Linked DNA regions of Mus musculus: regions 2, 3 and 4 are each linked to region 1. The links are chromatin contacts, called in public HiChIP or PLAC-seq and promoter capture Hi-C maps. All regions are on one chromosome and are shown on one strand. The core of a region is the stretch at or near the end of the contact, and the rest is flanking DNA. Distances in the headings are between cores, read along the strand shown. Region 1 holds the start of Plekhm3 (pleckstrin homology domain containing, family M, member 3). Region 2 overlaps Ccnyl1 (cyclin Y-like 1). Region 3 has its middle 20 kb from the start of Fzd5. Region 4 overlaps Plekhm3 (pleckstrin homology domain containing, family M, member 3).

Region 1 (8,000 bases), core at 2,788-5,287:
CTGCACTGATCACACTACTGAGAAACCTTGTGTGGGCAATATTCTGTTTTCTTTTCTTTTTTTTTTAAGATTTATTTATTTATTATATGTAAGTACACTGTAGCTGTCTTCAGACACACCAGATGAGGGCGTCAGATCTCGTTACGGATGGTTGTGAGCCACCATGTGGTTGCTGGGACTTGAACACGACCTTTGGAAGAGCAGTCGGGTACTCTTACCCACTGAGCCATCACACCAGCCCAGTATTCTGTTTTCTACCTCAATGTTTTTAGAAAGTTTCTCTCTGTTTTGTACCTATATTAGTTGTGAATTTATTGTTCTCATTGTTAGTGCAGGGTTTTAGATTCAAAATGCATTCACTATAATGTAGACAACTTTGAAACATTTATTGAACTTCATGGTTATAAAAAAAAAGTACTACACATTGTTCAGGTTTTGAAAATAAAGGCAAAATAAACAATTCTTATTTACCCTCTAACGGGGGTGGGGGGGGGGGAAGCCCTGTATAACAAAGAAGAAAAAGACAAGAAAGAGGAAAAGAAAGCATACCGCAAATACAGTTCTCTATTGTCTTTCCCCCACTTAGCAATGCCTGAAACCTCTCCACTGTTAAAACCCTTCATAAATATCTTTTTGATATTTGCATTATGTCATGTCTTTTGATGGCACCATAATGTGACTGCTCCCCTGTTACTGGGCATCTATAATATTGCCAGTCTGTTCTTTACAAAGGCACACTCAGCATCATGATGAACGTAACTGTTCTCACAAGTTCCTTTGGACTTCTAAAGGAAGAATTGCTAAGTCAAAGGGTAGGAGCACTGCTGAGACATTTTACACACTCAGTCACTGTTTTTCAGAAAGGCTGCACTGTCTGCCTCTCGTGGCATTTGAGAACGTCTGCTCCATGACACACTGCTTGACGTGACAATTAAAGCTCTTTGAGAGCTAGAGTGCTTTGGGAGCTGGAAAAGTCTTGCCTGTTGTTTCCATGTTCGCGCCTTTGATTAACAGAAAGAACTCAAGTTAATATATTAGCTATTTGATTCCAGTTCCCTCCTATGGCTATATGGGAAGTCCCACAGTAATGAGCTTGCAAAGGGTTCATTTTGCCTCACAGTTTCTGAGCTTTCACTTTATGACCAGCTGGTCCCATTGTATTGGGGACTGTGGCAGGGCCACACCAGGGTCCGTGTGCGCAGCAGAGCAAAAGCCCTTCAGTTATGAGGCACCAAGCAAAATGACAGAACAGAAGGACCCAGAGCCCCACAACCCCCTTGGGTTGACCTCTTGACTTCTAGTGCTCATAAGTCCCATCCTTTCAAAATGCCTCTAAAGAGACCGAGGCTTTAACACAGAGGCCTTGAGAATATTCCATAATAATAGTGTGCTTAAGTTTTTTGTCCATTTTCTGCTAGATTCTATTTTACTTTTCTATTATGACACAACAAATTTTTACACTAAGTTGCTTTTTAAAAATACTTCTTATCTCATAGTCACTAAGGTGTTGGCTCAGGTGGGCTGGACTCTTATCTAGAAATTCTGGTAAATAGTCCAAATTCAAAGTCATCTGGATTGTTGACAAAAATCCTGGTTTTGGTAACTTCCTGTTGGTTGTCAGCCAGGGGGCCACTCTTGGTAGTTTTACACCTTCCAAATTCCTCAAGGCTACCTAGAGTCCTCAGCAATGATATCGTCCATCTTCAAATCAGCTACAGTATGTTGAGTCTTCTTGATTTCCCAGTCATAGAAAGCTCTACACTTTTATGGGAACTCTTCAATTAGATCCACCTTGACAACCTCTCCACTCTAATCTCAAGTGTGTCATGTACTATAACATACATAGTCAGGTAGACATGACTTCTGTGATGGTTGTGAGGATTAGAGGAAAACACAAAAACAAAGTTAGCAGAAGGTCGTGATGGAGCTATGCCTGTCCCAGAGTCTTGGGTGTCAAATTAACAATGTGTCTGCAGGTTTTCTGATAAACCTCCAGTGCGTGAATCTACCAAATAAAACACCACAAGCCATCGTACTGTCACAGCACTAAAGGCAAGCGTGAGTGAGGCTGCTGTGTGGCAATAAAGAATTCTGAGCATATAATGTTGTGAACACTGATACCTGAGCCATTTTAATTGTGGCAAAATACTCAAAACATAAAATTTACCATGGTAACCACTAAGCCAAGCATTGTCATGCAGCCCAACCCCCACTGGTCTTTCATCTTGCAGTCCACCCATTCAACAAGAACTTCCCCCTCATGCCGGGCGTGGTGGCACACGCCTTTAATCCCAGCACTTGGGAGGCAGAGGCAGGCGGATTTCTGACTTTGAGGCCAGCCTGGTCTACAAAGTGAGTTCCAGGACAGCCAGGGCTATACAGAGAAACCCTGTCTCGAAAAACCAAAAAAAAAAAACAAAACAAACAAAAACAAACAAACAAACAAACAAAAAAAAGAACTCCCCCCTCCACGCCTTCCCGAACACTTGACAATTATTCATCTGCTTTTCAGTAGTGGAATATTTTAATTTGATATACTCATCAAACACTTATTCTAGGTACTGTTCCAGGGGCTTTAAAAACATCAAGTGGCACATGCCTTTAATTCCAGCAGAGGCAGGTGGATCTCTGTGAATTCAAGACCAGCCTAATCTACATAGCAATTTCCAGGCTAAACAGGGTTACATAGAGAGACTCTCTCAAAAAAAACATACATATTTAATAACTCATTGAATCTTTGATGAGGTGGCTATTATTCCCATTCTACAGATTAGGAAACAGCTAAATTGAGTAAACTTTCCAGGATGACGAAATGAGAAAGTGACCAAACAAGAATTTAAGCTGAAGTAAGCTTTCAGGATCTTGCCAGAACAATAGCATTGTTAAAGTACTTACTATAAAGACAAACACACAAGTTATTGATGTTATTTCTTGGTACATGACATTTACACACTTCGTGTCAATTTAACCTAATACTTGACTCCTAGTGAAGTTAGATTATGTTACCAAGGTAACACATGTATATTGACCTTTTAAAGACCTCATTTTTGCTATGGTATTTCTTTAAGTAAATGAAATAAAAACTACTTGGTGTTTTAAGCAACCACTTATAACGTGTACTATTCTATAATGCTGTATAAGTACAAGTCACAATTTATTATGATTTGTTGAAAATATTTTACAGGAAAAACCCAGAAGTTTCTTTCTAGTTCCATGGATCAAAGAAAAAAAGGGGAGGAACTAAATAACATTTACAATAATATATCTCAATCTTTTTAACCTGTAAAGGCGCCTTGCTTTGCAAACTATACATATAAGCCCAGCCTCTATTTGTCTTCTGAAATCAGAATTTTTTTTCCAGCTTAAGGGCCTGAGGACTCCTTATCTTGTTTTGTTTGTTTTGTTTTTGTTTTCTAGCTTAATAAGCTTTTCATACAAGACCAATCTATCATTAGTCCTGTACTGTCATTTACTATACATTCAAAATGGGCTCAGTCAATAGAAAGAACAAACGTAGCGTTTCTCTGGGGCTAAAAGCTCTACTGGGGTTTGGTTTCTATGATCGCTGGGGAGGGGTTACTAAAAACAACGCAGAAACAGGATCACCTTATTCAACTACTTTCTAATTTGCGTTACTTGATTCACAAAAAATAAACACCAGGTCATGTCTTCCTCCTCACTTAGCCACCCACAAATGAAGTGCTATCCCCAGCGCGAAATACAACAGAAAGCGGTGCGTGGGAAGAACCCCGGCGACCCCGGGGAGCTCCGGGGATGCGTCATCCCGTCCCCCTCCCCGCCCAAGGCCGCCGTGAGGAGGATGCTCACCGCGGCTCTGGTCCCTTCTCCCCTGCGGCCTGCAGCCGACCCCCGGCAGGACCCCGACCCGGGCAGCCCGCCCTCCTCACCGCCAGCGACTGCGCTCCAGCTGCCGACCATCCCGGCCCGGCTCTGTTTACAAGCGGCTTCTCGCGGTCCCACGCCCAAAAGCTTCCCCGCGGCAGCCCGGCAACAGGATCCGATTACACAGAGTTCCAGCCGGTGAGGACCGGTCCCTCCTACGGGAGGAGCAGGCGGTCGGGCGGGGCCTGACCTCCTTATCTTATTGTTTGCTTTACAGCCTTTATCCCAGGCTTGGTCCCTTCCACGTTCTTCCCAAGACCGAGGATGTTTGCAGTTAAAACTGTCACTTGGAACCTACCAGGGCAGGGCCAGCTAGCAGCAGTTGCTAAGAATAAGAGAATTTCTCAGAAATAATGCTTTCCAAACATAGGAATGAACTGCTTGTCATCTTTGGATAGGTGCACGAACTGCTTTTCATCTTTAGTTAGGTTCACGGTTTTAAAGGATGTGGTTGAGGGGAAATGTCTCTAACCTGGCTGTGGATTCCTAGTCTAGCAGCTAGGGCTTAGGGAAGGGCAAGAAGTCACCTCTCCTGAGGTCTGCTGGTAACCAGCCACTTTGCAAAGACGTGCAGTTCCGGTTGGATGAATCTTCCTTTCAGTTTTCAGTCTTAATTTGCCATCACAGCATACTTCTTAGTCGGTTTTTTTTTTTTTTTTTTTTTTCAATTAAGCTTAGTAAGAGAGGGGCGGGGGCGGGGTAGCACACACTTTTAATCCCAGCACTGGCACTGAGGAGGCACAGGCAAGTGAACCTGTGTGAGTTTGAAGCCAACCTGGTCTACACAGAGAGTTCCGGGCCAACCAGAGCTACAGGCTTTGTCTCAAAAGCAAAAGCAAGCCAAGCAGTGGTGTCACAAACCTTTAATCCCAGCACTCAGGAGGCAGAAGCAGGTGGATCTCTGTGAGTCTGAGCCCCTCCACCCTTGTCTACAGAGTGAGTTCCAAAACAAAACAACAACAAAAGCAAACAAAGCACAAACAAACGCGTGTAAGTCAATGACCAGTATCCATATTCTGTTTAAAAATGGAGAGAATTAGGACTCAACAGGATATATAATATTTTTTTTGAAAGTCAAATCTTTAAAAAGTACAGAATCAAATTGTGATTGGTTGAATAGATTTGGCTCCCATAGACTCATGTTTCAATGCTTGGCCATAAGGAATGGCACTATCAGAGGTGTGACCTTATTGGAGTAGGTACATTCTTGTTGGAGGAAGTGACTGCTACTTAAGCCGGCTTTGAGATTGCTGTATACTAAGGTATAGGTATATTAAGCTCTGCCCAGTATGGAATCAGAGCCTCCTCCCAGCTGCCTGAAGTAGACTGTCTCCTTCTGGTTGTCTTGGCATCTAGATGTCGAACTCTTGGGTCTTCCAGCACTTGCCTGTACACTGCAAAGTTCCTGCCATAATAATAATGGACTGAACTTTTGAAGCTGTTAAGCCAGCCCCCAATTAAATGTTTGTCTTTATGAGAGTTGCCTTGGGCCGGGCGTGGTGGCACACACCTTTAATCCCAGTACTTGGGAGACAGAGGCAGGCGGATTTCTGAGTTCGAGGTCAGCATTTCTGAGTTCGAGGTCAGCCTGGTCTACAAAGTGAGTTCCAGGACAGCCAGGGCTATACAGAGAAACCCTGTCTTGAAAAAAACCAAAAAAAAAAAAAAAAAAAAAAAAAAAAAAAGAGTTGCCTTGGTCATGGTATCTCTTCACAGCAATGAAAATTCTGACTAGGACAGAAGTAGAGATATGTTTGTCTAACTAAAACACAAATTCATAACATATAGCTTCCCAAATATTTACTATATAAAATTCCAAATATAGTCCGTAGTCAGGAGACTAAAAGACACTGAAACAAGAAACACAATAAAGTAGTTACGATTTTTACCCTTGTTTAAAAAAAGATGATTCCAGCATCATCTGTACTGGAACTTCATTACTGAAAGCAAATTCAGAGTGTAACAACTTAGATTTAAGAAAACAAACCCAAACATTTATTGTCTTTAAATCTATGTTTGTGAAATGACTGAATTTACTTCTGATCACTAACACAGGAATCCAATAATTCCATCTGAGAAGCTGTTGACTTCTGGGCTAGTCAACATCTGGGAATATTTTGTTCTTTTAAATTCAAAATAGTTACATTCACATCAGCACTCAAAAGGCAGTCAGCTGCTGCCTTTGTCACTATGTTAATAGACTGTGTTTTTAGAGAAGTTTTAGGTTCTCAGAAGAGTCCTCACAGACTTCTTGCCACTGCATATGAACCACCTCCCTACATCCGAGCATCCTGCATCACAATAGGACATTCATTATCATCTATGAACCTCTGCAGGTGAATGGTTAGTTTACAATTTGCATTAGGGTCACTATGTTTACCTACGTTTTATGCTATCATCCAGAAAGGCTTCTCTTTGAGCAATCAGAAACATTTTTTTTTTTTTTTTTTTTTTTTTTTTTTGGTTTTTCAAGACAGTGTTTCTCTGTATAGTCTTGGCTGTCCTGGAACTCACTTTGTAGACCAGGCTGGCCTTGAACTCAGAAATCCACCTGTCTCTGCCTCCCAAGTGCTGGGATTAAAGGCGTGCGCCACCATGCCCCGCAATCAGAAACATTTTAATAGAGAATAGAAATGCCTAGGTTCATCTAATATAACCATTGTCCACAGCTACTTTCTTATTTAAAGACTTGTAGTGGCCTTCCATATACTAGCAGGGAGAGTTCAGACTGCATACCTCTCTACCCACTGCCATTTACTTGGAGATAGATGCTTCGTTTTCCCTTTAGTTGGCACTCATACTCACTTAGGAAGCTTGTGCCTACCTCCAAATCACAATGTAAGTATGTAGGAAATGCTAAGCACATCCTACTCTCTATGGTATCTTCCTCTCGGTCATGGTGGTTGATCCAAGGACGGGCATTTGTGTAAGTTACTTTGCTATGGGCAGATATATGACAAAAAGTAATTTTAGAGGGAAAAGGGTTTGTTTGGTCCTGTAGTTCAAGGGAATACAGTCTAGACTGGCAGGGAAGAATGAGAGAGACAGCCACATTGTATATGCAGTAAGTGAGAGAGAGGACAGTAAATGGGGCTGGGCCAAGAAACCTTAAGACCCACCTCCACTGACCCACTTCCTCAAGCAGGACCCACCTCACATCCTTCCTTCAACTGTGGACTAGGTGTTTAAATACATGAGCCTACGGGGAGGGGGCCATTTCCCATTCAAAACACAATAGTATGTGACCTAAACAGAGCCATTCCCTAAAAATTTCCTATTTGAAACTTTGTAACAAATCGTGCCTATTGGCTCACAGGGCTGGAAGGAAGCAGGTTGGAGGTTTTTGGTGGCGGGATTTCCTATCTCATAGAGAATGTCTCTCTGAGGAAGGAAGAAGGAATGTTGGATGGAGTAGGAGTAGCTCAATGGAGACTTGGGGTTGAAGAGAGTGGGAAGCCAAGAAAAAAGCCTTACCTGAGCCCCCCAAATCTCCTTCTGTCTGAACTAACCTTACTCTATGTCACTGATTGAACCTGTGCTTGCTCATTTATAAGTAGAAGTGTAACTGATAGACCGCCTTTCCTGGCGTATCTCCAGCATATACTTCTTTCTTCACATAATCTGTTATTAGACGCGTTCTCACGACCGGCCAGGAAGAACACCACAGACCAGAATCTTCTGCGGCAAGGCTTTATTGCTTACATCTTCAGGAGCCAGAGTGCAAGAAGCAAGAGCGAGCGAGAAGCAAGAGAGAGAGAAAACGAAACCCCGTCCCTATTAAAGAGAATTCTCCTTCGCCTAGGACGTGTCACTCCCTGATTGGCTGCAGCCCATCGGCCGAGTTGACGTCACGGGGAAGGCAGAGCACATGGAGTGAAGAACCACCCTCGGCACATGCGCAGATTATTTGTTTACCACTTAGAACACAGCTGTCAGCGCCATCTTGTAACGGCGAATGTGGGCGCGGCTCCCAACATCTCCCCCTTTTCTTTTAATAAGAGCAAATAGGCCACCCATATTAATGAGAGTGGAGATAGAGGTCAAATCCCCAGTGTGTAGGTAAAGGAGCCATGTACAGGATTAGCTCTTAGGCTCAC
Region 2 (8,000 bases), core at 2,134-4,633, 240 kb before region 1:
GTGCTTGACCCCCAGTATTGTAAAGGGAAAGGACCAACTCTCAAAGTTGCCCTTTGACCTCGTGTGTGCACTGTGGCTGTGCATGCCCATACACATAGTTATACAAATGTACACAATCATTCTACCCAATTGAAATTATCTTAAGGAACAGGTGAGCACAATGTGGAGACAGACTCAAGTATTTTTAAGAATACTTAAAAGATTTCCTTCAGTCAATATTTATTTATTCATTTATTTTTCTTTCAGAGAGAGAAAGTTCCAGAGGAGTACTTTAAGCATGACCCTGAACACAAATTTATTTACAGATTTGTTCGTACACTTTTTAGTGCTGCACAGCTGACAGCGGAATGTGCAATAGTGACGTTGGTAAGCTTCCTGCCAAGCTTCATTAAAAAGCTTGTACCCAGATATGTTTAATCCCTGAAATGATCATAAAACCTTTAATAAGAACCTTCTGAAGGAATGACTGTTAATTTAACAGCCTTTATGGTTTAAAAATGTTACATTGCCTTTATTACAAAAAAAAAAAATTGCTATTAAAGGCAGTAAGAGAGTTCTCCCATCATGCCTCAGTACACATATATGGGCATGTTGATGGGGCAGGAGGGGAAAGCAGTAACAAGCGCAGGTGGTTCACCAGTCTGATTTGCTGAAGTTTAAGGTTCATGCCAGGCTGTGTTCCTCAGGGCCTTCTGTTGTATGCTATGCTGGATCACTGTCTAGTTCTCTGACCCTTGGATGATGGGTGTTAATCTACCTCTGCTGATGACTTATTTCTGCCTATGAAGTTGCCCAGGATTATAGTACAGTAGTTCTTAGAGTGGCTTTGTGAACTTGCTAAGCTACAGGTATATGCTTGCCTTTATGTTATCCATTGAGAAGGCCTGTAGTAAGACTATTGTTTCACATAGTGCATGTTATTGTAGCATTTAGGATTTCACTGCCCCTACAACAGATGCACGGAGATAAGTCAGATGCTTGGCCCTGAGGAAAGGTGACTACCTCCTCCTTTACCATCAGTTAGACTCAGAAGAAGCCATGTGCTGTGTTCATGAGCAGAATCGCCCTGTGGGCACCAGTGCTGTGAAATTGGGTTGGAAAGAGAGGTGGCAAGGTCCTTGTTAGTGAGGGAAGCTGCATTCCTGGAAGAACAGAATGGCCCTGCCTGGCCAGTGAATAGCCAAGACTGCAGAGTGAATTTGAGTCAGAAGTAAAGAATTAAAAATATTTGTTGAAGTGCAGAGAACATTAGCAATGAAAATAGGCAGCCAGCCCTCACAGATCTATCTTCAGTGTTTGAGAGACAAGTCTACTGGGGAGGAGGAAATGCAGGAATGAGTAATAGAAGGCAAGATAAGACACTCCCACAATGGTAAGGCACTCCCACCAGGCAAATGCTGAAAGAGGCCTCAAGCGCTCCACACCTCTGTTGTAGCACCAGGCAGAGGGAGGGGAGAGGGAGGGAGGGTGGGAGAGAGAGAGAAAGAGAGAGAGAGAGAGAGGAGAGAGAGAGAAAGAATGTGAGAGCGAGCACATGAGATGGAAGTCTTGCCTTGAGATGATGTCCTGGTAAGGAAGACCACGGGTGTTTTTGCAGATAGTTGCTTTTAGCCATGAAAATTAAGCATGGTAAAAACAACTGGAGAGTTTTTGTTTTAGATAAATGAGCAGAATACCTCCTTAGAGAAGTGGCATTTAAACAGCAGCCTAACTGCAAAGAGGAAGCAAGAAGCTTAGGTGTTATAGGCAGTGGAGCAGTGCCAGACCAATGATTTTCAACTTTTGGGTCGTGACCTCTTCTATCTCCAAAAATATTTTATATTATGATTCATAACAATAGCAAAATTAGAGTTATCAAGTAGCAGCAAAAACAGTTTTATGGTTATGGGTCCTGCATTAAAGGGTCGCAGCATTAGTGAGATGGAGATCCTCTGGGTAAGTCTGTGATGAAAGAACATTCCATGTACTCAAGGAAAGTAGGATGGCCATGTGGGGGGAGTAAGGACTAAGGGAAATTAGGGGTCAGTCTCACAGGGAGGGAGGTTCCAGGTTGGTTAGTGACTATTGCTAAGTCTTGAGCATGGGGAAAGTGACATTAATTTAGGAGGCTTTTCTACCTGTTTTTGGAGAGATAGACTATAATTGGAGGTCAGAAGAGAGGCAAGTAGAACGTTAGGAAGCTGTACAATGGTATGTGCAAGCAGTGAAAAATGCCCAGGATAGAGATTTGTTAGATTGCCAATAACAGACAGGTGTTGCTTGCAGACTGGAGAAGGATAACAGAGTTTAAGCTTCTACAACCAGGCAGGTGGAGAGGTAAAGAGGTCTGAATCTCTAAGTGAAGGCACTGATGAATGGCTTGGCAAGAGCTGTTTCAGAATAGTGATAGCAGCCAGAGACAGAAACAAGTGGGTGCACTAAGTGGTTGGCTGGAGGTGGGCTGGCATGTTCGTGATCTGCTGCTGAGCTGAGCTGAACAGAGCAACCAGACATTGACATTGAACTAATCTCTGGCTGAGATGCTGTGCACAGTGGAATGGAGCCAGACCCACAAAACACAAGAGTTGGCTTTGGTTTGAAGAAAACCAAGTCCTCTCTTGCAGTGACACAGGACAAGTGTTACTGAGGACCAGGACCTACCATACCTGTCAGTAAGGGCAGCCACGGTTTGCCAGTGCGCCACTGCTCTCTGACTACTTCTGGAACAGCCGGGGTGTCCTGAGAGAAAGATTCATTCCTCAGATAGTTGAGAGTTCCAAGTATGGGGGCTGGAGGATAAACTCATAGAGAACGTGTCATATTTGGCAGACATTTGTGTTTGGGAAAAAAAAATTGAGTTTGAAGAACATTACGAAATCTGAGCCGTTAGTCTAATGACCTTAAAAAAATAGTGATTATCTCTTACAAGTAAATTCCTTTTTTGCCTTTTTTATCTTGATAAAAAGCACTTCATACCATATATGGGCTGCCTTCCACAGCTGAACTTGACATCTAGTTTCTACCAATTAAAGATCATAAATACTTGTTGGGGAGCTTCTCTTGCCGTCCTCCAAACGGGACTGTTTGCATTAGCATAGCACTTGCATTGTCTCTAGGGTGGTCACTAATCTAGAGGAGATTTAAAACCGCGTCAGAAAACAGTCATAACAGGAGTTCAGGGCCAGCCTGAGCTGTATGTATAGTGATACCCTGTCTAACAAAGCAAACACTCATGATCTGCCTGCTTCAGTCTGTGCAGTGATTAAAGGCAAGGGAATTAATGAAATTTCAGATTATGTAAGAGAGAAAATGGCTTTTAGGAAGTGAGAGCAGAGAAGGGGAAATGACTGTGTAAAGGACCATCCTTAGGTGCAGGTGGCTCTGTGATGGCACAGTGCCTGTGATGCTGCTCTACCCAGCAGCCACTGGGAGGCTCTCTTGTCCTAGTTCCACACAGGGTTACTGTGAACTGGGAAAGGTTTAAATAATCTCAGGGTAGCTTGGTTTTTATACACTTAAGCCCAGCATTAGCATGCCTGTAAAATTACATGTGAGAAACTTGGGTTTAATGAACAGCCTGAATCTGCACTGAGCCTGTTTGCTGCTCTGCAAGCATGAAAATGACACCAGTATCACTCACTCTTCAGGATGCCCTTAACTAGTGACAGTCCTTGTTCTGATGAATGGGCCGAGTGGGCAGCTTTAGATCTAGCCTCTTGCTTAGGTAGAGCAGAGTCTCTGAAGACCTGCCTAGGGAAGCACAGAGGAGGCCTGTCATCCACACATTCAGCACACACCATGAACTAAAGCTCAGCTCTCTATTCCTCAGGTTTACTTAGAGAGGCTCCTAACTTATGCTGAGATCGACATTTGTCCCACCAACTGGAAAAGAATTGTTCTGGGAGCCATTCTTCTTGCCTCCAAGGTTTGGGATGACCAGGCTGTATGGAATGTAGACTACTGCCAGATCCTCAAGGACATTACGGTTGAGGACATGTGAGTATATAAGGTTTTGGAATGCTTTCAGAACCATTTTTCTAGTACTCTTAATTTGCTACTATAAAGTTTTACATAAAACTTAAAGAATGTTTTTAAAGGCTGTTTAAAACTCTTGTTTAAAGTTCTTTTTTGTTTGTTTTCCAAGACAGGGTTTTTCTCTGTATAGCCTTAGCTGTCCTGGAGCTCACTCTGTAGACCAGGCTGGCCTCGAACTCAGAAATTCACCTGACTCTGCCTCCCGAGTGCTGGGATTAAAGGCGTGTGCCACCTCCGCCCAGTCTTGTTTAAAGTTCTTAAAACTTTCCACCATGTATGTGTTTTGTTATATTGTATTTCTGTTCAAAAGAATAAGTTAACTAAGCAGCTACTTAAGCAGTGGAAATAGTCATAAAACTACATTCTTATCTCTAACTTTACAGCAGTTCATAGCTTCCATCATTAATTGGTAGGTCTTGTTATAATATGTTTAATAATATGCTTGATAAATTATTTTTCTTGTTGGTTTTGGTGACCTTTGCAAGGACAGCATAGTACAGTATATATGCTATTACTTTTTAAAAGCCTCCTCCCCTTTTAAGGGGCTTTTGAAAGGATCTGCCTGTGTTGATGTCTCAGAGCATCTAGTCTTCTGTAAGGTTTAGCTTGAGGCTGAGTCATTCATTGTCTATTTACTCTTGCTGTCCCCACTTTTAATCTGAGCATTTATAACAGAAACTGTGAGGTACAAAAGTAAAAGTTTTACTCTGCATGTGGAGAGTTTGTTTTTAGAAATGGTCTCATGAGCCAGGAAGCTCCAGGATTCCTCTCAGGCAGTCCTAGAAGCAGCTCAGAGGTTTCACTGGGTTATGAGGACACTCAGCACTTGCCCAGTTACAGCAGCGCTCTGCAGGCCCCAAGCTCACTGAGAGCATAGCCTTAGTGATGGCCACTAGCATGGGCTTCATGCTGTAATGGACAAGGCTGTGTGTGCAAGCAGGATGCACACAGGGGAGGTTTCCAGCAAACTCTGAAAGTGCCCACTTGACACTGAAGATGTCACTTTGTGGATAGCACTCAAGAAATCTTGTAGTTAGGAAGAAACTCCTTGATTATAGTGAACATCATAGGAAGATGAAGGTATGAGGGTAATAGAAGTTACCCATTTCTGTAGGTAGGATGTCAGTCAAAATTACTAAACTGTTTATAACTGAAGTAACTAAGGAACCAGTGGCAGCAACTGGAATGTTTGGTGAAAATGACTGTTCATAAGTGGTTACTGCACTGGTAGCCATCTTAGCAGAGGATGTGACAACAAAAGAATCTGAAATAAACAGACACTTGCGAGGCCAGAGTGACTGGTTACTGTGTCAGTCCTCTTCAGACTGGCTCCTGGGAAAACGCAAGATGTGTAATCATATGCCACTCGTGACAGCCGAAAATAATCATACACACCACACGTGATAGCTGAAAATGTCTCAAAACTTAAACTCAGATACCAGGGACTCTGGTTGTAGTTATAAGATCAGAAAAGATTTAGAAAAATGTTTAGATTTCCCAGACATGAATCCACTGCAGGAGCAGTGGTGGCAGGGCTGAGGCTCTGGTCCTCACAAACCTTTTGTACTGAACAGAGAAACACCAGGAGCCATGTTCCTAACAGTCGCCTTTTGTTTATGATCTCTGCTAACCAAAGAGCATGACAACAAGGTTAATACACATTTGTCTCCTTCCCCCGCTGTTGTTAAAAATGTGTGTCTATCATATTTTTCTTTAAACTTTCCACCATGTATATGTTTTGTTATAATGTATTTCTGTTCAAAAGAATAAGTTAACTCAGCAGCTGCTGCTCAGAAAATGTGCTGTGCCTGTAAATGGCACGTCATTCAGGCATGTGGAAAACCCAGAAGGTGCATATTCTGTTGGCATAGTGCTTTTCTTCAGTGATTAAACCTCTATTAATAGACATGCTAATCCTGTGAAGGGCTGTATTTTAACACAGTTAAAATGTATTAGTAGAGAAAATATAAAAGGGATAGTGAAGTATGTTTGTTCCAGTAGCAAATTAAGTCTTGATTACCTGATTATCAAAACATTATCTGATTTACATTTCTATAGGCTTATTGCCATATGAACAGGAAATTAATTTGGAAGTAAGCTGTTTAGCTTTAATTTCAGTAAATGAGAAAACCATATTTTCTACTGTCCATATAGAAATACTTTTTGAGGCACTTAGAAAAAAAAAAGAAGAGAAAAGAAAGAAAAAGGAAAAAAATTAAAAACTTAGAACCAATAAACTAAGTATGTTCTAAGATAAGCTTCGGTCATGTTTGCTTAAGTATTTATAATTTCTAGAGAGGATTGTGACTGTTCAGGTGTACTCTCATTTTATGTTGAGTAAGGCTTAGCACGGTCACAGAGCTACAATTATCACCCCGTCTCCTCCTAGACCACATTTCCCACTTTACTAAGCTCTTTCCTCTGTGTCTGTGTCCCAGGTAGGGCAGCAAATGCTTGCAGTTCTTATTCTCTGCACAGGAACCAGATTTGTTTGTCCAGTTCTCTACTAGGTGTAGTATACTAAAGTGGGTTTAGTGTAGCCAGGACATCTGCCTTTGATTTCTCTGCTTTCCAGAATTTAAAATGAGTGTCTTGACTGTCATATTAAGAGTTTGTCACCTTAGTGCAGTATTAAGGTGAGCAGAAACTTGGATTATGCCCTTTTGACATAGCCTTATGTGCTGGGGCAGGGGGAAGGGATTGCCTTTCCCATCCAGTGTAGCTTATGTATTTATTTATTTATTTATTTGAGATGAATCCTTGTTGCCTCAAGAGTTTTTCCCCCTCAGAGATAATAGCGTAGCTCTCGATGGATCCATTTGTTGCCGTGGTGATGTGCCCACTCCTTTTGTTGGCGCTTCTCTACTTCAATAAGCCCCTTCCTGTTATCAGCCCGGTGAAAATGTCTGCAAGTTCTTCAGAGCTAATAAACAGCATACATCATTCCTTTCATCTGCTCACTATAGCAGGCCTTGTGAGTGAGCACGAAGCATGAATCGTACAGCTGCACTAATGGAACTCTGAAGAATGAGCCTGCAAGTCAGCAGCACAGATGCATGAGAGGGCTGGACCCTTCCCCTCCGCCCAAACCCAAGAGCGCTGGGATGTGGAAAGGACCACAAATAGCTGAACCTTATTTGAACATTAGTATTTTAATCCAGCTGGGTAGTCTTCACGTGTTCCAAAATAGAATTTAGAACAATCCTAGAAGCTCTGAATGATACTTTTGAAGATAGCCCAGTTGACTAAAATTGTCCTGTGTGAGTTTTGATATGTTTCTCCTCCTCCAGGAATGAGATGGAAAGGCATTTCTTGGAGCTACTCCAGTTTAATATTAATGTTCCTGCCAGTGTTTATGCCAAATACTACTTTGACCTTCGCTCCTTAGCAGATGACAACAACCTGAATTTTCTGTTTGCTCCTCTCAGCAAAGAAAGAGCACAGAACCTAGAGGTAAGGCTGTGTTCACTAAGTGGGGTTTCCTTCCAGCCACCTGGCCAGCATCTGTGGAGACAATGGAAAGCTTTAAACTAACACATTGAAGAGGGCATTATCTCTTTGGCATCGTATTTTCTGGGCCTTTTATGGTTTCTCCAAGTATCTACATTATATAGAGAGGTAAATATTGCCGCCTCTGATCATAATTCAGAGTCATTTTAATCAAATGTAATGTAGTTTTAATAGTTTCCCTATTGATGGGGTTGGAGAGATGGCTCAGCAGTTAAGAGTATTGAATGCACGTCCAGAGGTCCTGGGGTTCAATTCCTAGTACCACGTGGCAGCTCACAGCTAACTGTCTTTTAATTCCAAGATCTGACATTCTCACACAGATATGCATGCAGGCAAAATACCAATGCACATAAAATAAAAATAATTGTTCCATATTTAAGCTCTGTATTCCCACAAAACCCTTCTTGAAACTTCTTGAAATTATACCCTTAATCACAACTCTGCTTCATTTCACTCAGTTGACAAATTGTCAGGGT
Region 3 (8,000 bases), core at 1,675-4,174, 200 kb before region 1:
ACAAACAACGGTGCAAAAAGCAAGTCACTGTTTGCAACAGAAAGCTTGAACTCGAGTGGCTCCTCTAGGCCAGAGGCCTGACCTTTGACCTTTTTGGGGGAGGGAGTGTCTTTGGGGAAGCAGTGTGAACTGGCCTTAAACTCACAGGGACCCACTTGTCTCTGCTTCCCAAGTGCTGGGATTAAAGGTGTGTCCACCGTACCCAGCCCGCAGCCCTGACTTCTTTGTAGCTCCTCTCTTTCTTTTTTAATTGAAGATAGTATTTTTCTCATGTAAGCTATCTTACTTACTACTTCCTCTCCCTCTATTCCTCTCAGTTCCTTAGCACCTCCCACCCTACCATCTGCATTTACTCCCTTTCTGTCTATCATTAGAAAACAAACAAAGAGGCTTCAAAGGGCTTATAATGTAATGTAATATATGATAAAGCAAAACCTGACATATCAGAATTGGACAAAACAGACAGAAGGAAAAAAGCTCAGGAGAAGGCACAAGAGACACAGACCACTCCTTTGCACCCCCAGGAATCCCATAAAAACACTAAACTGGAAGAGACGTACACACCAGAGGTTCTCAACCTATGGGCCGTGACCCCTTTGGGGCTCAAATGACCCTTTCACAGGGGTTGCCTAAGACCATTGGAAAACACACACGTTTACATTATGATTCATAACAGTAGCAAAATTACAGTTATGAAGTAGCAACAAAAACAAATGTATGGCTAGGGTCACCACAAGGAAGTGTATTAGAGGGAGACAGCATTAGGAGCTTTTAGAAGCACTGATAGACACTCAGAGGACCTGGTGCCGACCTGTGCAGGGCCCGTGCTTGCTGCCCTTTGAGGCTCCTTTTAACTCGGCAGCTTTCTAAAGCAATGCCTTGTTTATGCACCTTTGATAATGTGGAAGGGAGATCTCTGCCAAGCTAAGTGTTGAGCCCTAGGTAACAGGAAGAATTCTGTGAGGTGACCCAAATGGTTAGCTGTGAGTGACAGCGTCAGATCCTGAGCCCAGATTCCTATGCTTAGCCTACCCTCAATGTGCCTCCCGGTCACCTTTGGAACTTGGACCTGCTAAACAAACCTCAGGCCCGTCCTTCTGTCTCTGGTCCTGGGCTATCCCTGTGAGGCCAGAGGCTAGCTCTGAGACCTAAGCTGGGGCCTCTGGGCTGAGGAAGAGGAGTTGCAGCTCCGCCAGCTCAGCTGCAAGTGCAAATACCTGAGCAGTTTCACAAAACAGTGTTGCCAGCCAGGTTCCCACCCCGAAAGATTTAGATTTAATTGGTCTTCGGTGCAACTTCAACCAAAGGATTTGTGTCTGTTTTTTTTTTTTTTTTTTTTTTTTTTTTTTTTTATGGAAGTATATTATACATGTAGAAACGTGCATAAATCCTAAGTATGCATCTCGATGAAGTTTTACAGACGGAAGGTAGCTGTGTAACCACTATCCAACTCAACAATCAGGACTTTACTAGCAACCATGGAAGCAGAAATCAGGTTTGCCTCAGTTACTTGGGTGCTGTGTATGTATGCACACACACACACACACACACACACACACACACACACACACACACACGCACACACGTGCACACACACACCCAGTTCTAATAACATTAGCACGTGGGCATCAGGACTTTTTTTTTTAAGTCCCCTCAATTCTGTTTTGTTTCATTGAGGCAGGAATTCACCTTTAAATAAGTTAACTTGGAATTCACTATGTAGCCCAGGCTGGCCTCAAATTTGAATTTGCAATTCTTCTGCCTCAGCCTCTGGAGTACTAGGATTACAGGGCTGTGACACCATCTCTGTGTTAAATCCCCCAATTCTAACGTGCGTCTAAAACTGAGAGCCATTGTTATATGCTGGCTCAAGGTAAGGCTATGTAGGATGAACCCAGCCAAATGTACAAACAGAAGTCAACCAAAACAAAATGACTAAGGAGAAACCCAAGCTATACTTAAACCCCAACCCAGGGTGCTATTTCTCCTCTTACAGGCAGAAATCTTACTTCCTATCAGCAAGTCAACAGGATGGAAAAGGTGGTTGTTTTAAGCACGATCCTTCCTTTATAAACAGCTTTTCTTCTTCTCACCTCTTAAAGAAAAAACAAAAAACAAAATACAAAAAAAAACACCCAAACCTGCCGTGTGCTGCCGAAGTGACGTTTGCAGACTGCAGCAGAGCTCTGAGACCCTTTTATGCACCAAGCCCCCCACTAAATCCTCAGTGCATTATCTCCCTCATCCCCACAACCCCCAGTAATAACAGCCTCTCCCATTTTCCCCACGTGACAGATGAGGAAACCCCTGTATGAAGAGATTAAGTAACCTGCTGGAGGGCAAGTCGTGAGTAGCTGGCAGTGCTTAACTTGCAAGGATCCGGCCTGCTCTAACTCCATTGTGGTTTTATGTGCCGGTGCCAACTTGCCTCTGCTGTTACATAGTTGGACAAAGATAATGCCACGTGGATTTCATTCCTTCAGAGTCCAGGGCAATGGGCTGGGATACTGTGTCCAGAAAAAAAAAAAAAAAACACAGGATTACCTCTGGATACTGGAATGGACTTAGGGTCTTATCCCATTATTTTACTGAAAGGAAATGGGACCAAGAAGACAGCAAGAAGAACTGGGCGAGAGGAGCTCCTCAACACCCCCTCTTTCCAGTGGGGTTAGTCATCACTGGGCAGCTAGGGCTCTCCTGTCTTCCTTTCACACTAATGTGGGCTTGTGGCCTTCATTAGTTTGCTTTGGTGGCCAGTTGTCATTATCTAACAATTTGCAGCATTTCAAGAAGGACACATTACTGTTTGTATCACCATAAAAGCAGCCTTCTTCCCTCAGCTCGCAAGCCAGCTCAGGTAGAAAGCTGAGAGTCACAGAGGTGCATTAGAGACGCTTCTCTTCTCTCTGGTTTCCTGAGTTTGTTTGGTGTGTTTGGATTCCGTGTCGTGTGCGATCAGCCTTCCAGCATGTTTGTTCTGGCAGCAGAAGTGGTAGGGTGTGTGAAAGAAATCTCCCTGCAAAGTTTTCATTGAAAACTTAATGTCATTTGCCAAAGTCTTCTGTCTTGAGCACTTCCGAAAATGTCAGGCTGTGGCTTTCCTGTGTTTCCTGTGAGATTTTTGTATGTATGCCTTTTATTTATTTTCTCATTCGGCAGTGCTGAAGATTGAGCCCAGGGACTCTTACGTGCTGCGACTTCGGCCTCCCTTAAGCTATTTTCGTTTTTCTTCTGGTTTTGCTCTCTCACAGGCCAAATTTACCCATTCTTCTGTTAGCCAGGCCCCCTTGCCCTGCTTTGTTGGTTCTGCCTTAGTCTTTTGGTTTAGAGCTGCCCTGAGCTGGGGTATCTGGTCTATTGCTCTCTAATGTCTTCTTCTTCTTCTCCTTCTCCTTCTCCTTCTCCTTCTCCTTCTCCTTCTCCTTCTCCTTCTCCTTCTCCTTCTCCTTCTCCTTCTCCTTCTCCTTCTCCTTCTCCTTCTCCTTCTCCTCCTCCTCCTTCTTCTTCTTCTTTTTTTTTTAATTACACCCTCAATTACTCTTCTCTCACTAGAGCAGTGGCTAACACTCTAAGAAGCTGTTAGGGTGGGGGTAGCTGGGGAGGGAGCCAGAGCCAGGAGGCGTGAGCCAGTGCTGGCTTGCCAGCCTTCTCTGTTTACCCTAGGAGGCAGGCCAAAGTGTAGCCTTTGTGCTGAAGTCACTGGCGAGGGTAGCCACTTCTCTGCCTGGTCTGGTTTGTCCTGCATGCTTAGAACCCTAAACAGAGAGAACACCAGGCTTTGAAAGGCCTGTATCTCAAGGGATGGGCACAAAAAGTAGCTGATACCAAGAAGGCTTGCTGCCTGGAGGCTGCAGCAGAGTGCACCAGTACCTGCATTTTTCATTCCTCTTTATGTCAGTAAGCCCATAGAAGGTGTCACACTTTCAACAAGAGTCGAGAATACTCCTCACCCATTAGCTCTCATGGCAACACCTGCTTTGGCCAGTAGGATTTTAACAGACATGCTACAAGTACAGGCTAGAAAACATGCTATGATTGGCTTTCTTCCGTGTATCTATCTCTGTTCTTTCCATGAGATGAATGTGTCATGTCCAGAAGAAACCAAGGTTCCAGGAAGGGATGAGAGATGTGTGAAGGCAAAGCTTCCCCAAGGAAACTGCAGAAGCCCCACCCAGCCTAGAGCAAAGCTGACCCAGAGAGGCATGAGCAGAACGAGCCAAGAGCAATAGGTCTGCCTGGCCAGACTTCGTCACTTGCAGATGCAGGAACGGAGGAGGAGGGGATGGTGGTTTTAAACACTTGAGTTTTGAGGCTATTTGCTGTTCAGCAATAATGATGGTTTCATATCTTCAGAGCTGCTGTCGTTGCCTACTATGATGATGATGACGACGACAATGACAAAGACAATGATATGAGTAACTTGAAACAAAAACACTTTGCAAATGTCCGTTGTGAGAACTTGGAGAATAGGCCAAATAGTCTCTATATGGGAATGAGCTTAAATCCACTCCCATGCTCAATTTATTCTATAGACTTTTAACTTCCTTGTCTATTATCATAGAATTACAGAACTGGCTTGCAAACTGTGAACATGAGGCATCAGAAAGTTCGTTCCGGGCTTAGATGTTCACTGCAAAAGTTGAGAGAGGGGTGGGAAATGTAGGCAAGAACTCAGAGGGCTATTTTAATCTGGGTATAAAATGTTATACCCAACTAGGGATGGTAGCATGTGCCTTTAATCAAAACACTTGGGAAGCAAGTGAATCTCTAGTTTCAGAGCAGCCTGGTCCACATAAGCATTCCAATCCATGATTTAAAAAAGGAAGTTCCATCCAAATAAACGGCACAGGTGGAGAGAACTGTGAGATAAATGCCTTTGAAGATTTGTCAACCCTGAGAGGAAGACTTTAAGCCCAGATACAAAATGAGCTCTCATCCTCCCACCGCCCCTAGAGATTAAAAATTCTCTCTGTAGAGTGAAGGATACCTGAGTGAACAGGATGGAGAATGACTCTGAAATTTGTTCAGATAAGGCAGCTTCCTGGCAGCTTGTCTCTTGGAATAAGCAAAGCTGGAAAGGATTTGGACATGTTTGCTGCCTTCTAGGGACCTACCTTCTGGATGCTGGTGATAAAACAATGAATGAGACATGGTTTCTGAGCTGGCTATCATGGAGGGGAGGTAGATTTTTCCATCCATTGTCATACATGGCAAAATATATGGCATTACATCTTTTATAGAGGGAACAATTATAGTTTACTGAGATTAAATGGCATGCCTGTCATATCATATAGCTGGCAAGAGAAACAGAAAATAATTTAGTTTTCTACCATTCAAATCTGTTTTGTTTATACTGGAGAGCACCAATTCTTCTTGTTAATGACCTGATTTTACTCATAAACAATGGTGTATTTACACATGGTTTTAGATGTACTCAAGTTTGGGTTAGTGGTCCTTGATACAGTTATGGGATCTACAAATAGAAAGATCAAGTTCTCAGTCTCTAGGGCTATTGAGGCAGATTTTTAATTGAATAGACACAAATCCTAAATATCTAAAAACAAGAGAATGGTTTGATCAAGTGTATTTGGAACAAAAAAACATGCTGAAAACATGAAGCATAATTGCTTATCGTTGACTGTTTACAAGTAAGAGTGTTGATGTTCTGCCTCCCCAAGAAGGACAATTTGAATACACATTTGAAAGTCCAAATGAATGTGTCTTTTTTTTCTTTTTTCTAACAGTTTGCTCTTGTCTTAGTCAGTGTTCTATTACTGGGAAGAGACACCATGACCAAGGCAACTCTTACAAAAGAAAGCATCTAACCGAGAGCTTGCTTACAGTTTCAGAGGTTTAGCCTATTATCATCATGGCAGGAAACATGGCTACTGGGCACATGGTGCTGAAGAAGTAGCTAAGAGCTGCACACTGATCTGTAGGCCAATAGAGACTAATACTGGGCCTGGCTTGAGCTTTTGAAACCTCAAAGCCACCTTCAATGACACATTTCTTCCAACACGGCCACACCTCCTAATTCTTCCCAAGTAGTGCTATTCCCTCATGACTAGGCATTCAACTATATGATTGTATTGGGGGTGGAGGTGGGCTCATTCTTATTCAAATTATCACATTCCTTAATAACATATAACTTGCAGAAATAGCCACAAGAGTATATGAGGAAGCTATCTAACACATAACTTGGCAGAAATAGCCACAAGAGTATACGAGGAAGCTATCTTAATAGTTAAAACTGTCCATCACAAGTACATATAGTAGCACACACATATCGTCTCAGCACTTTGGAAGTAGAAGTAAGAGAATCTGAAGTTCAAATGTGGCCCAATGATATTAAGTCGATCAAGTGGATTAAGACACCTGCTTCCAAGCCCAGTGTCCCAAGTTCAATCCCTGGAATGGACATGATGAGAGGAATAGACTGACTCCTGTAACTTGTCCTCCAACCTCCATATTTGTGCTGTAGCATGGACATAAAAAGAAATCACAATGTAATGGAACTTTTCAAAAGCTCAAGGCCATCTTTAGCTATAGAGCTCATCTGAAGCCCACTTATACCACCCAGTTTAAAAAAATAAATAAAATGGCAGTAGCTTAAATGGTTACCACAGAGAACAGATAAGCAAGTGGTGGGACATTCTAGGAAAGAGGGATGGAGCAAACCATTGTGTATTTATGCAATATTCTAAGACGCTATTAGTGATTACTATTGTAACAAGTATTCATAGCAGAGGGCAGATCTAGGAGTATAAAGACATAAGATCACCATGGCTTACATCAAGGTAGTGGGTTTCCTCTTGGACAGTCTTTCCCAAACTGTGTGCATTATTATATGCGAAGTGCTCATCTTTGTGTTACTGAAAGTATAAAAAGATATAAGAAAGTGTTCCTCGGGCTGGTGAGATGGCTCAGTGGGTAAGAGCACCCGACTGCTTTTCCGAAGGTCCAAAGTTCAAATCCCAGCAACCACATGGTGGCTCACAACCACCCGTAATGAGATCTGACTCCCTCTTCTGGAGTGTCTGAAGACAGCTACAGTGTACTTACATGTGATAAATAAATTAAAAAAAAAAAAAAGAATATTTCTGTTTAAAAAAAAAAAAAAAAAAAAGAAAGAAAGTGTTCCTCTCCTGTCCAGTCTATTCTAGGTGAGGTTTACATGATGGCTACTTACAACATCTAACAACTGAAGCTACTTCTGGTGGTTGGAATATGCGTGACCCATAGGAAGTGGCACTATTAGGAGGTGTGGTCTCATTGGAGGAAGCGTGTCACTGTAGGGGTGGACTTCGAGGTCCTTATTCAAGTTCCACCCAGTGAGGGAAAGTCCTCTCCTGGCTGCCTTTGGATCAAAATGTAGAACTCTTAGCTCCTCCAGCACCATATCTGCCTGCATGATGCCATACTCCCACCATGATAATAATGGACTGAATCTCTCTGAACCTGTAAGCCAGCCCCAATTAAAGTTGTCCTTTATAAGAGTTACCTTGGGGGCTGGTGAGATGGCTCAGTGGGTAAGAGCACCCGACTGCTCTTCCGAAGGTCCAGAGTTCAAATCCCAGCAACCACATGGTGGCTCACAACCATCCATAACGAGATCTGACTCCCTCTTCTGGAGTGTCTGAAGACCGCTACAGTGTACTTACATATAATAATAAATTAAAAAAAAAAAAAGAGTTACCTTGGTCATGATGTCTCTTCACAACAATGAAACCCTAAGACACTAACTACCCTATGATCAGAGAGGAGCAAGATAAACAATTTAGGTAAGGTAAAGGAGAATTTGGGGCTGAAGAGTATCAAAAGTCTTTATGAAGATTTCACTGGTGTTGAGAGAGGAATTAGGTATACCAGAATGCAATGGAAGCCAGGTAAGGACTGTCACACAGGTGACTCTCCTAGCAGTGGCTGAGCCTGCAAGAAGCAAGACAAACTAGGGGCCAGGAGGACCACTTTAACTGGAGACACAGAAGCCGGCTTAGAGA
Region 4 (8,000 bases), core at 2,523-5,022, 170 kb before region 1:
GCTTTCCTGTGTGGACAGGCAGGGCAGGGCCTAGTTTGGGTGTGTCTAGGGAGTAAGGCTCAGGGTTCACCCTTGGCAAATGTTTAGCCAGAAATGCCTTTGCTAGTCTCTTTTCAATGTCCTTCTTTGGGAAAGTGAGTGGCGATGGTGCTTTGGCAAGGCTCCAAGAAGACAGTTGTCATACCCTTGGGCCTTTCTGGCCGAGGGGCAAGGGCCAGCCCAGGCAGAAGGCAGGTGCCTATTTTTAATAAATTCTCAACTCTCTGAGGCTGCTCTACACCTGCTCCTTATTTTCTTTCTCTTATTTTGTGTCAGACTCTGTAGTCCTGGCTGTCGTAGAACTGGTTATATAGTCCAGGCTGGCCTTGAACTCACAGGAATCATTTGCCTGGTGCCTGAGTGCTGGGATTAAAGGTTTGTACCACCATGGCCACATCTTTCTTTTCTTTTCCCAGAGTATGGCCCTCTGCCACAGCCTTTTCCTCATGCTGACCGACTGGCACTGCCTCCTATGTGGGGGCAGGAGAGGGCTGTGAGAATGGCTGGGATTGCTGGGGGAAGACAGGGAGAGGACAGACACTCAGCAGACCACCTCAGACCACCTCAGGGCACTGGTCTCAGAACTGCCTTGATTCAGCAAAGAAAGCCCAGAAGAGACACTGCTTCTTCCACACGTTACACCTTTGTCCTCCTTAGCCTTTCTTGTCAATTTGACACAACCAAGAGTCACTTGGGGTGGGAGTGTTAACTGAGGGGCTACCTACGTCACGTCTAGATTAGGTTGGCCTGAAAACTCTTTCCTCCCTAAGAGGCTTCTACCACAGTGTTTATCACATCAACAGAAAGCAAACTCCGGTAATATTTTCTGTAAATGCAGAAAAGGCTGAGAACACTATAAGGTTATAAATCCAGATGTAAGAGATATTTAAAGCACAGCAGGGCTGGAGAGATGGCTCAGCAGCTAAGGATGCTTGCAGCTCTTCCAGAGGACCTGGGTTTAGATCTCAGAACCCGTATGGTGGCTCACAACCATCTATAAAACCAGTTCTAGGGGAATCCAATGCCCTCTGTTGAACTCCTTGGGCAACAAGCATGAGTGTAGTATACAAACACACAGCAAACCTCTCACACACATCAAACAAAAAGGTCTTAATCCCCCTTCTTCTACAAAAGTAAATAGCCCACTCTCAATAGACCTCAAATCTTGATTTTGCCAAGGGCTCACTTCCCCATTTCCTGAAGATTTTTTTCTTAAATAAAGCTGATATGAGAGAAAGTACTTCCATTGTCATTTATTGAGAGGGAGAGAACTTTATACATTAGGAACAGGTGCACTTAAATTATTGTGACAGATAAATGTAAAAAAAAAAGAGAGAGAGAGATGTCCTGTCAACAGCACAACTTCAATTTTATACTATTACAGTTACTAGCTTTAAAAATAATGTAAACAAAAATATGGATAAATTAACCAAAAAAGGCAATCAGATCCAGACAACAGGGACCACGTAAACTAGCACATTAGCTATTGCGAATAACTAACAGAGAGAAGGAACAGCTCAAAGGCACATCCTGATTGCTTCTGTACCGCATGAGCAGAAGGAAGGGGAATGACTCGGATCTGAGCTAGGAGCCCGAGAACGAGCTATACAGGACCATCCACGTCACACACTCTTGCTCTTCACCTGCAGTCTTGGCGTCCTCCTCCCTTTATCATTCCTTGGAGACAGGTAAGGACTGTTTACAGTAAGAGCCGGACAGGTAACCAGAGGCAGAGCTCACTGCAATGAGGGCCTGATCCGGTGGCTTGGTGGACTGCCCCGGCGAAAATAGGGACACTGTCATCCACACACATCCCCGAGGCTTCCCACCTTCTACGTGGAACACAGGTGGCAAGTAAAGAGAATCTTTATACAATAAAGGAAAAAAATCCTCCTGTTGATGTCACTTCTGAACCTAGTAAAGACTAAGTTCACAGACTTTGTCATTCACTTCTGCATAGCTAGTTTTCTTTCTTTCCCCATTGACTGTGGTGACATGACATTCCCCTGAGTTTGGTTAATGAAAGCAAGCAAACAAAGAGTGGCTGAGAAACATCATAAAATAAAGTCAAAACATTGTATGATTATGCCTATTGTATTTCCTGGTAAAAGTGCCAATGGCACCGAAGAAACTGATGTTTCACTCAGATAATGCGTTTGCAATGTGAATCCCTTTACTTGTGAAGTTAAGGCACCAGGTTAAGCAAAGGTGGACGTGCATCTCGGAATACACAGGCTCCAGGTGGGCTGTGTACTGAACAAGAGCCAGCAGGGAAGCGCGAAGGGATCCATAGTTGGTTGAAGGGTCCTGCAGGCTTCAAGTGGGTCAGAGACTAGACTAGACTATAAGGCACTCCTACAGGGAGATGAACCGGTGGGAAGGAAGGGCCGCTGGCCAGTTGGTCTCTAGGTGGTTTATTAACATGAGCCTCAAACCTGGCCCAGGGCTGAGGAAGCAAGCAGGCAAGGCAATCATGGGAGGGGACAGGGCTGGGTTACAGCTTCCAAGGCTGGCCAGATGGGCCCAACTGTGGAAGAGCTGTCCTAGGTGTCTTGTTCATCTGGCCTGGGAAACAAGTGGCTTCACTAGGGAGCTTTCTAAAACGACAGCAGCCAGCGTCTCTTTTCCCTCAGAGCAGAGCCCTAGCAGAGCAGCCTGGGTCCCTCTCACTAGTGCCTCCCATCACATCAGAGCCTACTCTATGGAGACAGTGCTACATGCCATGGTCACCAGGAACCCATCTTACATAAAACACACTGGCAAATGCTGGAGAGGCTCAGCTACATTTTCCCTTTCACCCAGAGTTTTACAGTGATGTAGATTTTTTTGTTTTAGCCCCGCACCCACTAAAACATACCAGAAAACAAACAAACAAACAAACAAACAACCTCAAGTCAGAGAGTTTTGAATCTAAAGGACAGAAGTGCCTACAGAGAGACTACTGGGTGCTAAAACTTAACTGTTAAGAAACTGTCCCTGTGACAGAGATCAGCATTGGTTAGATTAGCTGAGGGGTTTACTCACGTAGCTTGTAGTATGCTGGGGTCAGGCGAGTGGGACAGGCAGAGCAGTGAGCCACGTTCCTAATGCCCACCACCACTACTGAGTCAGTACCAAGGAATGGATGACAAGGGCCAGAGGCTCCAGGGAGAAGTGGCCAAGGAAGAAAGGGCTAGCTTCTTTCCCCTTTGTCTCAAATTCCTGACATCTCCACATTATTTCAGAAGATGAAAAGTCATGTAGAAAACTCCCAAAACAATATTGCACACTTCCCTATTTACCATAAGAAAAACCAAATCAAACAAAATAAAATAGTCTGTGTTGGGAACAGGCAGTATTCCAACTAAGGGTCAAAGCCTAATTTCTAATCTGACTATTTCAGCAAAGCTTGGGAGAAGACCCAGAGCTGATCTGCAGGGTGAGAGGGCAGAGCTCCCCTGAACTAGCAGCAGAACTTTTCTCTACTTCCTTGCTGGCAGCGGGCTTTGCTCTTGGTGCTCAGGGTGTGTGGCATTACTGTGGTCCTGTATCACTGTGCTCCTGCTATCATAGGTAGTTTGTGTCTGGAGATCTCTGGGCCACGGATGGAGAATGAACTTGCAGGGCTGCAAGCCAAGCTTCCTGGAGGAGTTGCAGAAAGCAATCTGTCAGTGCTCATGTGCAGTGTGCACACATGACAAGCAGAGACAGGCCAGACCTCACCGAGGGTGTGCTGCAACTCAGCCACAGTGACAGAGTGACACAGACACCTTTGTTTTGGGGCAGCTGAGGGGAATCACAGCACGGGGCTATTTCAGACTGTATTGGAACCTTCGAATCCCGAGGCACTGTAATCACACACTCCTTTTTTTTTTTTTGGTAGAGGCCTATTATAGAAGAATCAAGAAGCAGTTAACCTTTCAGCTCATCAAATGTAAAAACTCCCAAAAGATGGCTGTTATTCAGCACATGAAGTCAGGGGGAAGACAGAGTTTGCATGGTTTTCATATAAGGCTGTGTCCAACTTTGGGAACAGGCAGCCCTGGAAAGAACTCCTCTCCCATCAGAGCTGACTGCCTTTGGAGCACCCTGCAGCCTTCCTACTGCGGTGCAAATGCAGGTCTATTTTAGGAACTGGTTTCTTAACGGTGGGGTTGGGTGCCAACACTTCCCCCGGGCTGGATGGTGTCACACATGAGTTTCTGGCACTAGCAGGAGGGAATTCTTGTGCTACACCAGGGAATGGCTGTTTAGTGAAAAGCCGTTCCCTGGGCTTTGCAAGCAGCTCCAGGAGATTAATGGACCGTTTTCCATTATGCTTTACGTGTATGGTATTTACTGAGATGAAAAAAAAGGAGGTGGAAATGCACAGGCTTGCTTTTGTTTCGATGGTTTCTAAGCAGTGGAACAACTACCTAACACTGCACCAAGTCATTTGTTAGACCTGAAAACAGTAAGGGCCTTCATGCACTCTGAGACATTCTGGGCTGAAAATAGCAATTTTGAATTTTCATGGCAGATCCAACTCCTGATCTGGCTCCACGGTGTCCTATCAGATTCCGGTGGTGGTGGCAGAGAACGCTGTTGTGAGTCCTGAGCGGGCATGGACCATAGTGAAAACAGAAGTAGCAGGACATGGCTCCAATTCCAGATCATGAGTGACAGCATGCTTATCTTTCCCTTTAAAAAATAAACACGAAGCAATGTCCAGGGAAAGGTCTTAGGAGTGTCCAAGGTCCGCTCACACACAGCAAGGCCCTCTAAGGGGCAGTGGGGACAGACAACTCAGGTGTGCTAAACAGGGATCCAGATTTCACCCTCGGCTTTTATTAGGTCTAATCTTGGGCACCTGTGAGTTGGGGCAGGACATGGGGCCAACCTGGGGTCGGGGGCTCTGTTCTTCAAGTCTCTGTGCTCAGTGTGCTGGGAATGGCGTCTCTGACAGTCAGAATCACAGATACATTAGTTTCAGCAAAGGTCAAGAGTAAGCTACGGTGACAGGGACTGGGGGTGGAGGGAGAAGGCACTGTGCCACGGGAGCACATCTGTTTCATAATAAGCAGGTCTAGAATTCTCCAGTGAAAGATCATGTTCTGTTCTCTGAGGCTGGAAAATATAAATACTGTATTTCATGAACAAGAGGAGGAAGAGAGAGACTCAAATCTGTTTGTCTGTTTTGCCAAGTGTTTGAGACTTCCCACCTTTGTCCTTTATGCGCAACATTCCCTACCACTCATTCCAGTGAGGTCAACCTGCCTTCCCAAGAGTTTATAAAAGGCACCGTGAGGTGTCTGGTAAATAGGGCCCTGGCCTTTTACCAAGTTTCATGCCTTGGCTATAGCTTCCGGGTAGCTAGGAAATGAACACACGTGTGGCGTTCAACTGCATGGTCTGGGGCCAAAGGAAATGGTGTGGGCCAAGAGGTGAAATGCTTGCCTCTAACTGCACAAGTCAGCTGAATGTCTCCCACTAGACTGAAGCATCGAGAGCTGGTGCCTGTGGGAGCAACTTGGAGTTGAACCCCTGCGTTCTCTGTGAGCCAGTGTTTCCCCTGATCTGAACAGCAGTGAAAATCCCAAAGGACAGAAGCATGGGCGGCAGTGGGCAACACCAGCTCCAGGTGAAAGACACAAACAAGTACTTCCTGGTGAGTCCATTCTCCTGCCTTGGAAAGAGTTAAGGAAGAAGGAATGCTGGCCGCCAGGGTCTCAGTGCCTTCCTAGCAGCCATCTTGGTCACAGTGACAACTATGCAGGCTCTTACAAGGAAGGGGATCACAGTGGGAGTACACTACCCTCCAAAGAGCGAAGTGATCCACTTCCCATTCCTACCACGCTAGTTACTCTTTGTGTTACTGTAAGGTGGCAATTATATATGTATATATCTACTTATTTCGATAATATTAATTCATTAATTCTATTTATGTTTGGTATTTTCTTAATAGTTTAGGTTTGTATTTTTCAAAATGTTACTTCTTAATAACTTTTAATAATTACATAATTTTTACTTTTAAATATTTTTTAAAAATAATTAAAAACAAGTAAAGCCAGGTATGATGGTGCATACCTATAGTCCCAGCATTTGGAGGATGAGGCAGCAGGGTCACAGGTTAGAGGCCAGCCAGGGATATATAGCAGGACCCTGTCTTAAAATATGTCCCCATCCCAAACAAACAAAACATCCAGGATACAAAAGCAAGAGTAGTTACGCGGACTGAATAAAGGTCAAAAGTGCTGTGAAGGACAAGGAGAAATAAAACATTCAAACGACAGGTGGGTCCTGCCGATGGAGGGCTCTGGGGAAGGAAACATCCGGTCCTCCAAGATGCGTGCAGTAAACTCTACCTAGCAGACTATGCACTGATGCGCTTGAGTGCAATCCTGGGACACTTCCTCCTGGGCAGCACCGTGAAAAACATGACCAGTGTCCTCCATTCCACGCTTGGAACTGTTCTTAGGGCACCCATGTGCACTCTCTGGCAGGCATTGTAGACTCTGATCATCAGGAAGGTGCTGGGCTTCGTACCAGCCAACAGACAACGACATGAAGTGACTGGCCACTGAGGTCCTCGCTTTCTGTACTCTCTCTCAGGGACTGAGTTCACACCCAACGCAGCTCAGTTCCTGATGCTCTCTGTTGAAGGAAGGGGCCTCTCGCTTTCTGCTATGTGGCTCTGCTTCACTCTTCCCATCTCTGCCAAAGACTCTGGGCCTGGAAGTATCCAGAAACATTCTTGTGTTTTAGGGATGTCCTTGTGAAGCAGATGACAATGGCTCTACCTCAGTTTCCCCAGCAAAGGCTAAATGTCAGTAGCAATGCAAAGCTTTGCTGTGAGAGGTGTTTCCTCCAATACTTGTGCAGTCAACTGGCCCTGAGAGCCAGTGTGTATGAAGGGGTCTGAACTACAGAGCAATGTGTGTCAATCACATTTGCTGGGAGCAAGCAGCAAATGTCATGGCCAAGGGTAACTCAGCTATCTGTAGGAGTTCATCCACAAGATCTTTGTGAACTTCTTGGACAATGAGTTATACAAAGCATCATACGTACAGGACGTATAGGTGTATATAATATAAATAAATAACTTATCTATCTACATCTAGCTGAAGAAGGAACAGCCTCATCTGCATGGGCACGGGCAGCCCCTTGGGCGGTGGAGAGTGCATCCTGGCCTACAGTCAGGTGCTTTGGTAGGACAGCTCGAACATGGCGCATGCCTCCTCCAGGCTCTCGTCCACGTTCAGCTGCCGCCAGAAGGACTTCTGCTTCTTCTGCAGTTCCCGTCGGACACACCGTGGGCAGGGGACAGACTTTTCTTTGCACTCAGAATGGAAGACAGCTCCACAGCTTTCACATCTGCAAAAGCCAAGCACAGAAGTGATTACAAGACTACAGAGCACAACAGGCTGTGCGGGACATCCCTGTCCTTGGGAGGAGTTATAACGAGAGACAGGGGCTGCATCTGTTTTCAAAAGGCTCCATGTTAGATTTCACCAGTGACACAATCTCCCTGTGATTGGAACTGGCCTCATGAGACACTGGCTTGGGGGAGGGGAGTCAACACTGACCCAGTGACTCTGTTAACAGTGACAACAGGCACATGAGGCTTTGTGTGCCAGTTTCCTCTCCACCACAGAGAATGGAGTAAAAACTCTAGGGTGAGCAGCCAAGAATGTAACCTAGTGCCTTGGCAGCCGGAACCCTTAGCAGGCCTTGGCAGCCCTGCGCTGTATGCCAGGGAGTGCTCTACTTCAGCCCTCCTAACTTACTGCTTTTATGTCTTAGTTCAGGAAGGTCTGATGGACATCTTCATTCTCTGCATGATGTCCTGGGGCTTGTTATGCTGTGCACTTTTTAAAATGAGGAAAATCCTCCCACCTTTAAAGGCCTACCTACGGTATGACCTAAGTGTGAACAAGGACGAGTCAAACAGTGGAAAGGAACCATTTTCTCACCAACAGGGCAGCTCTGGTAAGTCATGGAGG

What was found. Promoter capture Hi-C pulls out the DNA fragments that hold promoters and counts their contacts. HiChIP or PLAC-seq counts read pairs in DNA pulled down with a chosen protein or histone mark.
Region 2: a promoter capture Hi-C map of hippocampal neurons shows a contact between it and region 1, with 6 times the contacts expected there. The contact joins the enhancer-like site here to the promoter of Plekhm3 in region 1. A contact is called at or near these places in 15 of 39 promoter capture datasets (the C10 cell line, the HPC-7 cell line, cranial neural crest and 10 more), 2 of 15 datasets of contacts at CTCF or cohesin (the NIH/3T3 cell line and large pre-B cells), 2 of 484 Hi-C or Micro-C datasets (B cells and bone marrow-derived macrophages), 25 of 115 datasets of contacts at active chromatin or transcription factors (the 230-238 cell line, the SCID.adh cell line, T-cell acute lymphoblastic leukemia and 15 more) and 4 of 9 other capture datasets (adipose tissue, liver, macrophages and 1 more).
Region 3: a FOXA1 HiChIP or PLAC-seq map of pancreatic cancer cells shows a contact between it and region 1. The contact joins the enhancer-like site here to the promoter of Plekhm3 in region 1. A contact is called at or near these places in 2 of 39 promoter capture datasets (the C10 cell line and pre-B cells), 1 of 15 datasets of contacts at CTCF or cohesin (CD8 T cells), 1 of 484 Hi-C or Micro-C datasets (embryonic fibroblasts), 10 of 115 datasets of contacts at active chromatin or transcription factors (bone marrow-derived macrophages, effector CD8 T cells, embryonic forebrain and 6 more) and 2 of 9 other capture datasets (adipose tissue and liver).
Region 4: a contact with region 1 is called in a promoter capture Hi-C map of hippocampal neurons, with 2.4 times the contacts expected there. The contact joins the enhancer-like site here to the promoter of Plekhm3 in region 1. A contact is called at or near these places in 7 of 39 promoter capture datasets (3T3-L1-derived adipocytes, the C10 cell line, the HPC-7 cell line and 4 more), 7 of 115 datasets of contacts at active chromatin or transcription factors (bone marrow-derived macrophages, effector CD8 T cells, embryonic stem cells and 3 more) and 2 of 9 other capture datasets (adipose tissue and liver).

Annotation. Positions count from the first base shown.
Region 1 is chr1:64,952,787-64,960,786 of GRCm38.p6, forward strand. It overlaps Plekhm3 (pleckstrin homology domain containing, family M, member 3), which reads right to left and starts at 4,038. Exons shown (of 8, transcript NM_001039493.1): 1 at 3,909-4,038. It overlaps Gm51627 (predicted gene, 51627), which reads left to right and starts at 3,793. Exons shown (of 3, transcript NR_165472.1): 1 at 3,793-4,041; 2 at 7,535-8,000.
Region 2 is chr1:64,714,323-64,722,322 of GRCm38.p6, forward strand. It overlaps Ccnyl1 (cyclin Y-like 1), which reads left to right. Exons shown (of 10, transcript NM_001097644.1): 7 at 247-366; 8 at 3,809-3,975; 9 at 7,305-7,467. Among named protein-coding and RNA genes, the nearest start is that of Fzd5, 19 kb to the right of the region's middle. Within about 2 kb of position 3,384, at least 37 of the 459 cell types and tissues checked have an H3K27ac peak or open chromatin away from gene starts, as enhancers often do. A contact at or near this core is called in B cells, adipose tissue, forebrain and 2 more, where this site is marked.
Region 3 is chr1:64,753,792-64,761,791 of GRCm38.p6, forward strand. No RefSeq gene overlaps it. Among named protein-coding and RNA genes, the nearest start is that of Fzd5, 20 kb to the left of the region's middle. Within about 2 kb of position 2,925, at least 74 of the 459 cell types and tissues checked have an H3K27ac peak or open chromatin away from gene starts, as enhancers often do. A contact at or near this core is called in CD8 T cells, effector CD8 T cells, liver and 2 more, where this site is marked.
Region 4 is chr1:64,787,844-64,795,843 of GRCm38.p6, forward strand. It overlaps Plekhm3 (pleckstrin homology domain containing, family M, member 3), which reads right to left. Exons shown (of 8, transcript NM_001039493.1): 8 at 1,278-7,371. The coding sequence ends at 7,194. Among named protein-coding and RNA genes, the nearest start is that of Fzd5, 54 kb to the left of the region's middle. Within about 2 kb of position 3,773, at least 101 of the 459 cell types and tissues checked have an H3K27ac peak or open chromatin away from gene starts, as enhancers often do. A contact at or near this core is called in 3T3-L1-derived adipocytes, adipose tissue, bone marrow-derived macrophages and 3 more, where this site is marked.